Regions from separate parts of the Mus musculus genome. Here regions 1, 2, 3 and 4 are each linked to region 5. The links are chromatin contacts, called in public ChIA-PET, Hi-C, HiChIP or PLAC-seq and promoter capture Hi-C maps. All regions are on one chromosome and are shown on one strand. The core of a region is the stretch at or near the end of the contact, and the rest is flanking DNA. Distances in the headings are between cores, read along the strand shown. Region 1 holds the start of Sypl (synaptophysin-like protein). Region 2 overlaps F730043M19Rik (RIKEN cDNA F730043M19 gene). Region 3 holds the start of Ferd3l (Fer3 like bHLH transcription factor). Region 4 overlaps Atxn7l1 (ataxin 7-like 1). Region 5 holds the start of Twistnb (twist basic helix-loop-helix transcription factor 1 neighbor).

Evidence for each region. Hi-C and Micro-C count contacts between places; a contact is called where the count stands out from the background. ChIA-PET counts read pairs in DNA pulled down with a chosen protein or histone mark. HiChIP or PLAC-seq counts read pairs in DNA pulled down with a chosen protein or histone mark. Capture Hi-C pulls out chosen DNA fragments and counts their contacts.
Region 1: a promoter capture Hi-C map of adipose tissue shows a contact between it and region 5. The contact joins the promoter of Sypl here to the promoter of Twistnb in region 5. A contact is called at or near these places in 24 of 39 promoter capture datasets (the 3T3-L1 cell line, 3T3-L1-derived adipocytes, the C10 cell line and 15 more), 2 of 15 datasets of contacts at CTCF or cohesin (the NIH/3T3 cell line and large pre-B cells), 9 of 484 Hi-C or Micro-C datasets (CD8 T cells, embryonic stem cells, liver and 3 more), 21 of 115 datasets of contacts at active chromatin or transcription factors (T-cell acute lymphoblastic leukemia, acute myeloid leukemia, astrocytes and 13 more) and 2 of 9 other capture datasets (adipose tissue and liver).
Region 2: a contact with region 5 is called in a Hi-C map of regulatory T cells, with 7 times the contacts expected there. The contact joins the enhancer-like site here to the promoter of Twistnb in region 5. A contact is called at or near these places in 2 of 39 promoter capture datasets (the 3T3-L1 cell line and the HPC-7 cell line), 1 of 484 Hi-C or Micro-C datasets (regulatory T cells), 1 of 115 datasets of contacts at active chromatin or transcription factors (memory CD8 T cells) and 1 of 9 other capture datasets (adipose tissue).
Region 3: an H3K4me3 HiChIP or PLAC-seq map of embryonic stem cells shows a contact between it and region 5, with 5 times the contacts expected there. The contact joins the promoter of Ferd3l here to the promoter of Twistnb in region 5. A contact is called at or near these places in 11 of 39 promoter capture datasets (the 3T3-L1 cell line, cranial neural crest, embryonic stem cells and 5 more) and 2 of 115 datasets of contacts at active chromatin or transcription factors (embryonic stem cells and stem cell-derived neural progenitor cells).
Region 4: a contact with region 5 is called in an RNA polymerase II ChIA-PET map of memory CD8 T cells, with 19 read pairs. The contact joins the enhancer-like site here to the promoter of Twistnb in region 5. A contact is called at or near these places in 11 of 39 promoter capture datasets (the 3T3-L1 cell line, the HPC-7 cell line, embryonic stem cells and 6 more), 5 of 484 Hi-C or Micro-C datasets (B cells, CD4 T cells, the G1E-ER4 cell line and 1 more), 2 of 115 datasets of contacts at active chromatin or transcription factors (effector CD8 T cells and memory CD8 T cells) and 1 of 9 other capture datasets (adipose tissue).

Annotation. Positions count from the first base shown.
Region 1 is chr12:32,952,776-32,955,475 of GRCm38.p6, forward strand. Sypl (synaptophysin-like protein) reads left to right here and starts at 1,411. Exons shown (of 5, transcript NM_198710.3): 1 at 1,411-1,584. The coding sequence starts at 1,516. 4933406C10Rik (RIKEN cDNA 4933406C10 gene) reads right to left here and starts at 1,014. Exons shown (of 6, transcript NR_044986.1): 1 at 730-1,014; 2 at 423-596.
Region 2 is chr12:33,127,059-33,129,758 of GRCm38.p6, forward strand. All of the region lies in intron 4 of F730043M19Rik (RIKEN cDNA F730043M19 gene), which reads right to left. Among named protein-coding and RNA genes, the nearest start is that of Atxn7l1, 19 kb to the right of the region's middle. Within about 2 kb of position 1,298, at least 47 of the 459 cell types and tissues checked have an H3K27ac peak or open chromatin away from gene starts, as enhancers often do. A contact at or near this core is called in the HPC-7 cell line, adipose tissue, memory CD8 T cells and 1 more, where this site is marked.
Region 3 is chr12:33,927,027-33,929,726 of GRCm38.p6, forward strand. It overlaps Ferd3l (Fer3 like bHLH transcription factor), which reads left to right and starts at 1,399. Exons shown (of 1, transcript NM_033522.2): 1 at 1,399-2,284. The coding sequence starts at 1,464. The coding sequence ends at 1,970. All of the region lies in intron 1 of Gm40383 (a long non-coding RNA gene), which reads right to left.
Region 4 is chr12:33,159,369-33,162,068 of GRCm38.p6, forward strand. The region is part of intron 2 of Atxn7l1 (ataxin 7-like 1); the gene reads left to right. Among named protein-coding and RNA genes, the nearest start is that of F730043M19Rik, 13 kb to the left of the region's middle. Within about 2 kb of position 1,288, at least 62 of the 459 cell types and tissues checked have an H3K27ac peak or open chromatin away from gene starts, as enhancers often do. A contact at or near this core is called in the G1E-ER4 cell line, effector CD8 T cells, hematopoietic stem and progenitor cells and 1 more, where this site is marked.
Region 5 is chr12:33,428,234-33,430,933 of GRCm38.p6, forward strand. Twistnb (twist basic helix-loop-helix transcription factor 1 neighbor) reads left to right here and starts at 1,391. Exons shown (of 4, transcript NM_172253.2): 1 at 1,391-1,675. The coding sequence starts at 1,422.

The DNA.
Region 1 (2,700 bases), core at 161-2,660, 480 kb before region 5:
GTGCAGTCAAGCAAACCTCAGCCAGCTGCCTGGTGACAGGACTACAGGAACAAACCATGGGAGTACAAATTGTTTCAGACCTCTCAGCTCTATAAAGTTGCAAGATGAGCATTATCCCATCCTGTTAGCATCTATTTCATTTTGAAATTACATTGAATATATTTTTGGCTATTTTGTATAATTCTACTTTGAATACTTTTTCCTTTGAAGCACAGCTAAGTGATTTACTTGTGGGTTCCTATCCAACAGGTCTCAGCAGAAAATAACTTTTTTTTTTTAAGACTTAAAGAGAAATGCTGAGTGGAATACACGGAAATAAGAGTGAAGGAAGGAGGAAGTGTTAGCTTGGTAGTAACTGTTCATGGGTAGTGGTCAGTTCTAATGGAATACTCCACTGACATTTAGGAAATATAAATAAGTACCTGGGAGCTGGAACTAGGATCCTCTGTGGCAAAGATCTTCCTTCGATGTTGGTGTTATCTCACCATGCATGAAGACAGGCCACTATCCCAACCCTCCAAAAAAGGCCAGGCACAAGGAAGCCAGAGAAGAGATGTCTAGATTGGTCCCATTCTGGTGGCAGGAGGGAGTGTTCCCTAAGACAAATCATGAAAGATGAGTTAACTTGACCCCCCCCCACTCCCCCGCCCCCCCCCAAAAAAAAACGGCACGAAATACAGGCCTCGCCAAACGGGGATAGAGGTGGAGAGATGAGTTGTCCTGTGAGACCTGTCAAGCCATGATCTCAAATGGGTGGTCTTTCTCCTACTCTGGCTCCAACAACTTTGCGATGTCTGCGGAAATGTTTGGTGAATCATACGTTCAAGCACCCTTACATAAGGCAGGTTCGCCAGACGGCCGCAGTTTTGCAATAACTATGACTTTAAGGGCCCTGAACACGAGCTTTGAAGTGAGGCTTTGTCTGTGTACACACTTGACACATTTGCCCAAAAGTTCAGAGCACTGGGAAGAAAACGGGCCGTTGTGAGGGCGGGCAGTCACAGCCACAAAAGGGCATAGCAACCAGAACGCCACCGAGGTGGAGGGCCGTGCTGCGCAGGCGCAGCTGTCCCCCGACCCCACCCACCCCCGTCGCGCGCTCGCAAAGGCCGGAAAAGAGTCTGGGGCCTAGGGAGCGCGCGTGCGCGTTAGAGACAGAGCTAGGCTTTGGGGAAGGGGGCGCGGCACACGCATGGCTTCCAAAGCCAACATGGTTCGTCAGCGGTTCAGCCGGCTGAGTCAGGTGCGGCCGGGGGAGGAGCCAGCCCTTCCCAGTCCCTCCTCGGCCTGGTCTCGGCTCGCCCTCTCTGTCTCCTGGGCGCGGACTCAACGGCCGCCCGGCCCCGCCTTAAAGGCCAGGCCGTCCCGCCCCGATGCCCCTTCGTCCCCACCCCTCCGGCCCCGCCCCCAGCCCCGCCGGCTCCGCCTCCCGCTCTCGCCGCGGAGTCGCTCCGGTCTCGCCGCTCCCCTCCTCCGCCCCGCGTCCTGACTCTCTTCCCTCCTTTCCCTCAGAGGATGTCCGCCTTCCAGATCAACCTCAACCCGCTCAAGGAGCCGCTCGGCTTCATCAAGATCCTCGAGTGGGTGAGTGCAGCTTGCGACGCCGACCTCGCCCGGTCCAGCGCGGGGCGCCTTGCCGGGAGGCGGGGACGCGGTCGTGAGGGAGTCCCCCACGCTCGAAGGCCGCGGGGCGGAGATGGCGGCCGGCGTCGAGTCGAGTCGCCGGTGTGGGCGGCTTCTCCCGGCCGCCCCTAGCCGCGGAGGCGTGGAAGCTCGCTCGCTTTTTTTTCTCAGGCTCCACTGCCATCCGCAAAGGAAGACAGGATTTCCTGCTGCGGTCCAACTGATACCGACCGCCCGGAGGCCCGCGGCTTCCGCGGGCGAGGCTAGACCTGGGTTGCGCCCTTCGCTGGCGGCGGGTATGGGCTCCTGTTAAAAATAGTGTGTGTCAGAGAAGCCGAGGCAAAGCCCTTGCCCCGACGCATTAAATTGTCGGCCCATTTAACGCCTGGCCTGGACGTCGAGATTGTTTATAGCAACATCCTGCTTGGAAAGTCAGCTTTCTGCCCTTTCCTGCCAAGCAATCATTAACATCAAAGGAGACTTACAAGTTAGACCTTGTCACGTGCAGCTAGTTTATCAAGCTCTGCGATTTTCCTTCAAACTTAGCGGCCCACTATAGTTGGGTGCTGACTTGAAGAGTTAATGTAAGCACTTGGCATTTATTTGCCCCGTGTGCAGTCAGGTAGTGTTTCGTAGCCGATAACGTTTAATTCCTTCACAGTTCATGTTGAGGGTGAAAAATAAGAACTCTCCGGTTTCGTGCGTGTGTTTTAACGAAGAGCTTGAAGTTCTCCGATGACTGATGACTGCTCGCTCTGATTTTTGTATTTACACTTTATGCCTTCAATTTTGTGAAAACTGAAATGCTGCTCTTGCAACTGGCAAAAGACACGTGACTTTCTGTGCAACCCTAAGTTTAGAAGAAGGTTGTTATTTTAATTCCAAAAGTCATAGGGGAGAAATCAAAGAAATGTGTGTTAAGAATGAACCTTACATTTAGTCTCATTGAATGTTACAATTCAGTTTAATAATTTAGATTTTCACTTAAGTAAGAGGCAGCTTATATCTTTTCTTGAATATTTTAAAGTAGGAGTAATTTTGTTGTGTGCTGAAATTATCTTTAAGTTTCTTAAAATA
Region 2 (2,700 bases), core at 48-2,547, 300 kb before region 5:
CATGCTACTTAGAAATGGTTATGCCAGGCAAACGAAATAAAGATGATTCTTGCCACAGCCCACCTCATTTGGGTAAGTCATTTGCTATTTCACTAAGCCATGGAGGTGACGCCAGTGAACATGGATTCTGAAAGACTGTGTAATTACCAGTCATTGGTAGTCTTAGATCACCAGTAACATCCAGTCTTCCAGTGCAGGATCTGAATACACAGGCCAGGAGAGTTTTGCTTAAACTCTTCCTGAGTAAGACAACGTCCCAGTAGGGCAGGTCTCTGGACGGTTTGTCACACCTATGATCTCTTATCAGTATCACAGACAGCCAATATAAAAACACCAGAGGACTGCTATGCCCAGGCAGTAGACTTTTCTCCATGAGAATAAGCAACCTAAAAGGAAACGCTTCCTTTAAATGCATTTATAACCCCTACCACATATAACATCACAGTGTTGTATGTGCAGGAAAACAGGGAAAGCCAAGGCTGGGAGACTATACTGGCAGAAGACATACCCGATGAAGGACCGTTATCCAAACTCCACAAGACCCTCTTAAAACCCAATAGGGATATGAGCAACGAACATAGTTTTAAAATGGGCAAACTCTCTGAACAGATGCCTCATCAAAGAAGATATAGAGATGGAAGACGCATCCAGTACTCGGGAATGAAAATGAGAGCAACAGGAAGATGCCATCATACAACCATTAGCGTGGCTAACATCTAAAAACACTGGCAGTGCCAAACGCTGCCAAGACTAGAAGCAGGGACTTCACTATGCTGCCGGTGGAACCGCCACGTTGGAAGACAGCTTGGCAGACTCACAAAACTAAATATACTCTTACCATATGATCCGGTAATCATGCTTTTTGGGTATTTACCCAAAAGATTGAAAAGTTATGTCCACACAGAAACCTGCGCGTGGATGTTTATCTCAGCTTCATTCAGACTTGCTAAAATGAGGAAGCAGCCAAGATGTCCCTCAGCAGGAGAACGGAAGAAAGGAAACACTGTGGTACATCCAGACAAATGGAGTATTACTCAGCACTGAAAAGAAATGAGCTGCCAAGCCATAGAATGACACAGAACAATCTTAAGTGCACACACAAGAAAAAGAGCAGACCGGAAAAGAACACCTACTGGGATGGTTAAGACAAAGCTGTGGCTTTACAGGGGGTTAGCAGAGAGCAGAGATAAATAAGCCAGGTATTTCTCAGGGCAGTGAAACCACTACAATGGTGGATATACAGGGGTGACAGTGATGACAGTGTCAGACCCTCATCTGTGACACATGTGCCACTTGGCTGAGAAATATTCATAGAGGAGGAAGTTACATGTTTTGGAAACTGTACTTCCTGCTCAGTTTTGCCATCAATCAAAAACTGCTTAAAAGAAAAAGCCTATCAAAATAGCAGATGTGGGCCAGGCATGATGGCACGAATGAGTGGGTTCCAAACTAGCCAGAGCTATATAGAAAGATGCCTTAATAAACAAACAAACGAACAAACAAACAAATGAAAGAAAAAAAATCAATAAACAACAAATTGAGCTGAACATGGGACAATTTGTAAGTCTCTATAAAATAGTATTAAGAGACTGTAAGAACCACAACATACAACTCAGCTGTGTTATTCTTGCCACAGAGAGATGCCAGAATCTGTTTCCATTCCTGGGTCAGAATACCAGCCACAGCCAAGGCAGTTTTGCCAAATCATGGCAAAGGTTTAATGGAAGCCTGCTCCAAATTAGCATGTCCATCATTCCTGACACACAGGCACTCTGAACCATGGAAGCAAGATGTTTCCACCGGAGAGTCATGAGCAGAGTAAAGTGGCTCACGAGACCCTGGAAACAAAAGCACAGAGTACAGATTGCAAAGTGTCCAAACACAGCCAACTGCCACGGCCAGTGCTGCACACACAGCACACGGCACACACACAAGCTGTTCACCCTCCGATGGCAGGAAGGTTGCCACGGAAAGATCGGTGTCACTGGTGTGGGGTCAAAGAAGTGGGGAGGGGGGGTGTGCAAATTCTTTCTCTCTCTTAGAGGCTTAGTCTGTTTAAATTGCCAGAGGCTCTGTGCAACTGTCATCTACATGCAAGCAGCCTTACTGGAGTCTGACCTATTCTAGAGCTCTAGAGATGCACCCACGGGTGATACGATTGCAGAGCATAAACATGGTGGCATGCTTTGGGATTTTGGAGAGTTGAGTTTTAAAACAAAAGCTAAAAGCTAGTCCCCATCAGAAGCTCTGCACAAAACAGGACTTTTCATGATGGCTCCTTTCAGGATCTTGTAAGCCATTTCTTCTAACTCACCACTCAGCAGGAAGCTGTTCAGCCATTCAAGCTGCCAGAGGGAGTGCTTCTGTCTCCTTAACCACACCCAGACCCCCATTTCCACCCTGGGTCAGTTTAAGTAGTTTCTGAACTGTTAGCAAACCAGGCATCCATCTAACTCCAAGCCTCTAGGCCACTCCTGCTGCCACCCCCACCCTCCACCCCCTCCCTTCTGAACCAATCACAAAGGAAGATCCTTCTTGGTCTGGCACTTGCTGGCTGTGTGACCTTCAGCACATTCCTGCAGACGTGTGTCTCTGCGGGGCTGCCAACTTGCAAATGACTGGCAGCAGCTCTCTGCGAATTAGCACTCCACCCTGCTTGTGGTGAACAGCACTAATCAGATAGTATGATACAGGCTGTTT
Region 3 (2,700 bases), core at 149-2,648, 500 kb after region 5:
TATCCATTTACATATTTTCTGCTATTTCTTCTGACCTACCTAGGAACTGGATTTTTCAACGTGTTGTTTGCCTCCTAGGAGGTTTAAAAAAAAAAAAAAAAAACAGATCTTTACACCGAGTAATAAACTAGCTGTTAGTAAACCAAAAGATGGAAAAAATAAAGTGTGTGTGGACATTCGGGACATACAAAAATCAGAAAAACTTCTTAGTGTATTAAGTTTAGAATCTCTTCTATTTCTGTGGATAGACACCAAATTTCCCTGAAATTTCAGTAAGGTATAGTTTTCCTTCTAAAACCTTACTTTGGTATACAAAGGAGTGAGGGTAGCAGCCAGATCAAAGTGTCAGGATTTTTCTTTGTTCAAGAACAAATGCTTGATTGGCAATTTAAAAGTTCGAAGGCTAACTCCCTAACAGAGAGTGAGCTGTTCACTCTCTCTCTCTTATTAAAGCTAAATCGAATTTTTCAAAGGAGGCTTGCAGGGTCGGGGGTAGGGGGAGGGAGGCAGGAACGGGGAAGACAGGGACAGGACGGTGATACTTTGTCCCCTAAGGGGTAATTACACAGTAAAGGGCTTATGCAGTAAATGTCTGGAATCTCCGTTTTATATTTCTTTATCACCATAACTCTTTTCTTCAAATATAACCCTCCACAGTGGAGGATAAGACCAGGGAGAGTCAAGTATCTCAATTGTCAGTCTGATTGTGTTCAAGCCGACTTCAGAAGTCAGGGTCTGTAACCAGGCAGTGAGTTGTTTGCGATGTCCTAGAAGGAGAAAAGACACCGGTTCCAACAGAGACACTGGGGAATGTGATCGGCCCCCTAGCCATGCTTACTTAAGCTAATGGAAGGTCTTGCCTTTCAGCAGCCGCTGTGCTGGGATACCAGACAAACAGCTCCCCTCGACCCCTGGCAGGAAGGGCCTCTCTTCTGGACATCATTAAAAGCGCATGCCCTTATTTCACATCCATTGGCAAATGGAGGCAAGATTCAGGACTCCTATCCTGAAGCCAAGGAGAAGCCATCGCAGTGGAAAGATTTTGGCTTTGAAAATCCAAATCGAAATTAAAGACCTATACGGAATAAGGAACCAAAAGAACATTGAATGGATACTGGGATGAGACCAGAGACAAAAAAGCACAGCAGGTAAGAACTGGGGCCTGCTGCCAAGAAGGAACTGCCCTGCAGAGGTGGTGCAGCAAGGGGGGGAAATACCTTAGAGCCTGAAAGTCTGCCGCCTTGAGCCTTCTGTGAATGCTTGAACTTGTCATCTTCTATCAGCTTACAGAAGAGGGACGTTGCCCTAGCCTTCAGTCTCCCTGCTAAGAATCCTTTTTCAGTTTGGTTATAAATGTCTCCCCGAGTTTGGTGATGATACGCTGCAGGAATCAAGGCCACCAAGGAGCTCTATCGGCAGCTATGCCATTCCTGCAAGAAAATCGGTGAGATAGACGCTGAGTGATGGCCGCCTATCCAGAGAGCTGCTTGGATGCTACCGTGCTGAACTTCGTAGCAGATCTCTCTCTGGCCTCTCCCAGACACCCTCTTCTCTGCGAGTTCCCACCTGGGGTCCCTTTTGGGGACCGAACACTGGGGTACAGAGAGGGAAGACCTGGGAGACTGTCGCAGTTTGATGAAAGATATCAGGAAGTAGAGGGGGACGAAGTGGAATATGAGGACCCAGAAGAGGAGGAAGAGGAGGGAGAGGGGCGCGGCAGAGTAGCATCCTTGCTGGGCCGCCCCAAAAGAAAAAGAGTTATTACTTATGCCCAGCGCCAGGCCGCCAACATTCGCGAGAGGAAGAGGATGTTCAACCTAAACGAGGCCTTCGACCAGCTGCGCAGAAAGGTACCCACCTTCGCTTATGAGAAGAGACTGTCGAGGATCGAGACCCTCCGCTTGGCCATCGTCTACATTTCCTTCATGACCGAGCTCCTGCAGAGCAAGGAGGAAAAGGAGGCCAGCTGAGCGGGGAGGGGTGAGCCCAAGAGACACTCCCCCGCCTCATCGTGCTTGGCGGGGTGCGTCTGGAAGGCAGAGGGGCCGCTGGCCTTCTGAGGCGGGGTTTGAGATGGTAAACTCCCCACTCGCGGCAGCTCTGCAGTGAATAAGTTGGGGATCCGGCACAATAAGGGTCTAGCTGGGCAGGTTGGGAGTTCCCGGGGTCAAGGATTTAGGGAGTTAGAGCTTCTTGCTTGGAGCAGGTGGGAAACTGGTCTGCTCCTCCACGGACCTCTGGTGATCTCTCCTCCTTGCTCCTTTTCAACAGTAGAAATAATAAAATAATCGCTCGCATGATTAGTTGCTGCCCCAATTCCATCTCCAGCTGGGGCTTCATTCTAGCAAGCGCACAGGTGAGCACACCTAAGGCAGAGACCAGGGGAGCGCTCTTGGTGCAACTTTCTCTTGGTTCTTTATGGGAACAGTCCTCTCAGACTACTTGGGGGGTGGGGGGACAAAGAGGGAGTGAGTGATGCAGGGGCCGAACAAACTCTCAAAATATGGCCTCTGAGAAGGATCCCTCTCCCTCCCTCATCGCCATCCCCACACCACCCTAACACTGGGTGCTGTGGAAACTCCCCTACCTGAATTGTTTGCAAGTGTACTCTAACTTGTCCCAGTTAAACGCAGTCCTCAGTGAAAATGGCCATTAGCCTTTTGCTCAGAACTAAACTCTGTTCTTGTCTCTCCCGGTAAG
Region 4 (2,700 bases), core at 38-2,537, 270 kb before region 5:
CCTGGAAATCTCTTCCCTGCATCTCGCATGGCAGGCTGTATGGCCTCTAGGTTCCCCGGGACACTGTGCTGCAGGCCGAATTCACAATGCATTGGGCCCTCAACTGTTTAATTCCTCCCACCGTTCCATGAGTGCCAGAAGTCAAACTTAGCTCATCAGGCGTGCATGACAAATGCCTTCCCCATGGGATCATCCTGTAGTGCCAGGAAGTTCCTCTTTTAGCATTCAGAGGTAACCCCCAGCCTGCATCTTCCCATTCAATGTCAACATTAAGGTTGCTCACACAGAAAAAGATGGTATGCCACCAGAGTCACCTGTGCACACACCATGTAGACGAAAACAGTGGCCTGTATTGTGCCTTGTTTCATTGTAAATGTATATATAAAATTTATAATTTACATATATATGAACACATACATTATACACACACATATATACATCATATACATATATATCACATACATATATATGTAACGTTTTAAAATGAGTTGCAGGCCTAATGGCATTTCACCTGTTTGTTACTCTGTCACATCCTGACTTGTTTTCTTGAGCTAACACATCCGAGTTTTCAGAGCTTCATCTTATAAAACCGTGCTATGCATTGCAGAGATGGGTTTCCTTCTGCAGTGAGCACCACACCTGTGTGGGGACTGCTCTGGCACTCGGTGAAATCCCCGTTCCACAGCAGGGAGTTTCTCAGGACCCCCTTAGCATCCATCAGTGGTGGCTGCCAGGATTCATCATTTCTTCACGGGGAGAAGGATGACCGCTTACAGATTCCATGCCTCTGACCTACTTTTTCCAGCCAGCATTCGTCAGTGAAGAAGGCACCATTCTTTTAGATTCCACTTAAAAGCTGGAGTGGGGGCTTTCCCTTTAATTACTAACTTTCAGACATTGGGTTTGAACACCACGATTCTTAAGCTGGCAAGACTGAGGATTGGTGTGCTGGCATTTCAAGATGTGTGTGTTGTGAAAATACAGTCATCGCGGAAGTTCAGAGACAGGGGACGCTCCAGGAAGAATGGTGCTAGGGGTTAGTAGAGCCCGAGTTTTAAAACATTATGAAGCATTACCCCACACACTCAGGGGACCCTCTGCTTTAATTTGAGGAAGGAAGAAGATAATTACACTTGCAATAAGCTGGTTCTTACCTTCCGATTGGAGAATTTAGGCTGGCTTAGGTGAGCCACTGAGGCAAATTGCAGACTCGGGTGAATGGGACTCCTGTGTGTTAGGAAGCCAGGGTGCTTCCTGTAACCCTGACTCATCAGGAAACCGCTGAGCACCCAGGAAGTGGGTGACACGGGGCTGGGTCCTTTGTGGGGTACGAGGGGGAAGCCTCGGCCACTACCCTCAGGAACTCACCATGCAGCTCACTGGGGTCCCTGACACTGCACAGAGGATGGAGTGGGGTTCAAGATTCCCAGTGATAAGAAGAGGAAAAGACTTCAGTTTATGGTCAGCAAGACCTTTAAGGGCAGGGCTGCTTGGCTGTGGCTCTGCGTGGAACACAGTAAAGGGTATGTTGTAGAAGCCAAGTTCTTGTAGGTAGGTAGGAAGGAAAGAAGGAAGGAAGGGAGGGAGGAAGGGAGGACACTTTAGATAGAAACAGCAGAAATGGCTAGGATGTGGAGAGTCCGTGTTCCAGGGAAGAGTTACGAAGGCCTTTGGAGAGCTGTGAGTTCCCCAGGAAGCTGCTGTTGGGAAAAAGAAGGCATGGTGAAATTCATCAGGACCAAAGGGAAACCACAGCTTCATCCATGGGATGGACCACTGCAGGCTTGCATGGGCACTGCACAGAAGCACATCCCTTGGTTCAGAAATTATTATATACATCTTGCCTTTTCTATTTGGGGTCCTAGGGGCAGATCTCCCTCCCCTCCCCTCCCCTTCCCTCCCCTCCCCTCCCCTCCCCTCCCCTCCCCTCCCCTCCCCTCCCCTCCCCTCCCCTCTCCTCCCCTCCCCTCTCTCTTATTTATATATATATATATATATACACACACACATGCACACACTTAAAGAGTTTTACAATTACCCGACTGCTACCAGTGTTATTATAAGGAACCTATTCTAAAATATTGCTAATTACAAATTTTACTGATAAAATGATGCAGAGTATACAATTTATGAATAATAAAATATCTTAAAGTTTTATCCCATCCAGTGGTTTGTTTCTGAATTCTCATCCCTGCATGTCAAGCTCTCAGTGTAGAATCCAAGCTGAGGTTAGTTACTGTCCTCTTAACAAGTGCACAGTACACGTACAGTGTGAACAACTTGGACAGTAGTCAGCAACACAGCCCACTGGCACTATCTTACCTGAAACCTGTTTTTATACATGGAAGTTATCGTACATCTTTGGATATAGGTAGTTGTTGGGCTGCTTGCTTAGCATGCAGAGATCCCTAGGTTAAGTCGCCAGCAAAGAATAAAAAAACCAGGCATGGTGGCACATACCTGAAATTCTAGCACTTGGGAGGCAGAGAGGCAGAGAGGCAGAGGCAGAGGAGGATCATAAGTTCAAGGCTAGCCTGGGCTACGTATTAAGTTTGAGGCCAGCCTGGGCAGCTATATGAGGCTGTGTCAAGAAGGGGAGGGGTTACTGCAGTAGAGCCCTGCTTGTTCATTTAGGTATCGTCTGGGATTGCTTTCTTGCTGCTATGGCTGAGTGAGGTAGAAAAGACAAGAATCTTATGG
Region 5 (2,700 bases), core at 141-2,640:
GTGTGGAAGTCAGAGCTGTTTTTAAGGCCTCAAATGCCTTTTGTTTAGTATTAGTCCAGATTAGGGGCTTAGTATCTGCTTTGTGCTAGTCTATAGACAGGCCTTGCTATTTCCATAAACTCTGATATTCAGAGCCAGCAATATACAGCTGTCTTAGTCTTTGGCATTGGAATCTGAAGGATGGTAACAATGCTATTCTGCGGTGGGCTCCTCTTGCTTCCCTTCATCAGGTAGCCAAGGTAGGTAGTTTTTTATGAAGCTGGGCTTTTTAAACCAACATTTTGCAGCCCAAGATGTGCACAGTTCCTGCACCCAAGGCTTAGAGATCATAGTTGAAGAAGGTGGAGGGTTGTAAGAGCTAGAGGAACAGTTTGGGTTGTTAGGACATCACGGTCCAAATGAAGGTTTCTTTTTTATCCCTTGGGCAATACAAACCCTTGTGCTGATATGGTTGATGTCTGGGTATACAAAAGAAGGTCAAAGCTGGTAGCTGGGCTTAGCCATTTGAAAAACATGTCACAACACTCTCACTGTGATATAGCAGAAGGCAGAGGGACCCTAGATTGGAGAGGTATGGTGTTAGCAGTTCAGATGTTGCCTTTGCAATTTGTGGCCTGCTGCGGTGTATGATTGGGTTCAGCAGTGAAAATCTCCACGAATGTTTCTGATTCCTTATTGAACAGCTCAGGCGCATAACAATGTATCAGGCCTCATTGCAGCTGGAACCGGGCACTCCTATCAATAGCCATGCTGAATCCAATAAAGACAATACTCAGTTGGGAGTAGTGGCTCGTGCTTTTTATCCCAGCTCTCTTGTGGCAGAGGCAGGCAAATATCTAAATGTTAGAACCAAACCAGCTTGGTCTACATAGCGAGTTTCAAGTCACCCAAGGCTACATGGAGAGATACTGTCTAAAAACAAAACAAAAACAGAAAACCAAAAGAATTAAAACAAAACAAAACAAAACAAAACAAAAGCTCAAACCATTAATTCACTAGGCCTTGACCCAGTATTGAAAGAAACTGGGAGCTTAAAAAACAAAACAAAACAAAACAAGCTATTTTGGGCCTCTGCCTTTTTATACTTAGGTGCCCAGATCAATAAATTCAATAAATTCAAGCTTCGCTCCATAACTGAGCATACTTTGAAGTGATGAACATCTGCCTATAGATATCAGAGAACCGCCTCTGGATATCACACATGCTCTATAGGTACACGGCCTCAGAGGTTTATCTGGACTCGGGAAAGAGCAGCAGCCCTCTGCTGGTCAAACCTCTATAATGCAGCTTTAGAAGATTAAAAATCCCCAGGCCGCGGTCGGTCGCCTTTTGATGATGTCAGCCATCATCAACACTCAGAGGTGAGGCGGGAGGAATGCTTGCGTCATCCGTGCGCGCCCCGAAGCACCCAGCCAAGCCTCATGGCTGCGGGATCTGTGGAGTCTCAGCGGTCCCAGGCGGCCTCCGAGAGGCCCGTGGCGGGTCAGGCCGGGGTCCTGCCTTGCCTGGAGTTGCCGAGCTACGCGGCGGCGTGCGCGCTGGTGGGCAGCCGCTATTCGTGCTTGGTGGCTGCCCCGCACCGCAGGCACATCGCCCTGTCGCCCCGCTACCTGAGCAGGAAGCGCACGGGCATCCGCGAGCAGCTGGACGCCGAGCTCCTGCGCTACTCCGAGAGGTAAGATGTCGCCGCGTCCTCCCGGGAGCCCCGTCTCTGCTGGCCAACGGGCCCTCAGCTCCGTAACCCCACGGCGCCGCGGAAGTAAAGTCGCACGAGCTTCGTGAACCTTAGCCCCGGCGTCTACCGTCGCCTTCGGCGCCGCTGGCCTGGATGCAGTGGCCCGGTTCCTGGGGATGAAACTGGCTGGTGTGGTGTGAGTGGCGGCTGCTGCAGTGCTAAAAGCACTCCCCGTGTGGAGACTAGAGGTGCCCGGTGTCTAGAAACCCACCAGGCTGAGCTTTGGGTATTAAACGTTTCGTTTAATCACTTCCGGGTGTGTTCTCACCTAATAATGAAAATTTGCTGTCAGTATTATTCTCCTAATGTGGAAGCCGGTTCATTGCAAAACATAGGCAGGTTTGTTTGTAATTTCATTGTTCCCCGTCCCCCCGGGGGGCGCTAATTGGGGATGAACGACGAGCCTAATTTTTTGTAGGAATAGAAAGTTCACACACACACACACACACACACACACACACACACACACACCAGTGCATTTATATTAAGCACTAGTAAGAATACCTTGAAAAAGAAAATCTCAGAATTTCAATGGGAAATGATATGCCATAACACTTCACAACTAATTTGGCGGGAATGGGGGCAAGGTTCAGAGATACCTGAGATGACATCGATGTCTTTAGTAATTCAATGACACTTCAGAAATTGCAGGGATTGTTTTGGGGCAAATTATCCAAAGCAGTTACCACTCTCGAGGACTTTGGCAGTCAGCCCCATTAACCATCCAAGGTGGTCACTAAGCATGGAAACATAGTTATGTTAAGTAGTCTAACCAGCTTTTCATTCATTGGGGAAAAGTTATTTAAAGATGCATAATAGGAGCCACACTACAGACGAGAATCGGATCATTTCTGTAACAGAATTGGATAATGCAGCCATGTAGAATAGAATACACTGTTTAATTGAGCTGGACACCTCTCCTTGTTACTGTGCTAAAGGTATGCTAAAAGAAGCCTATTTTTTCC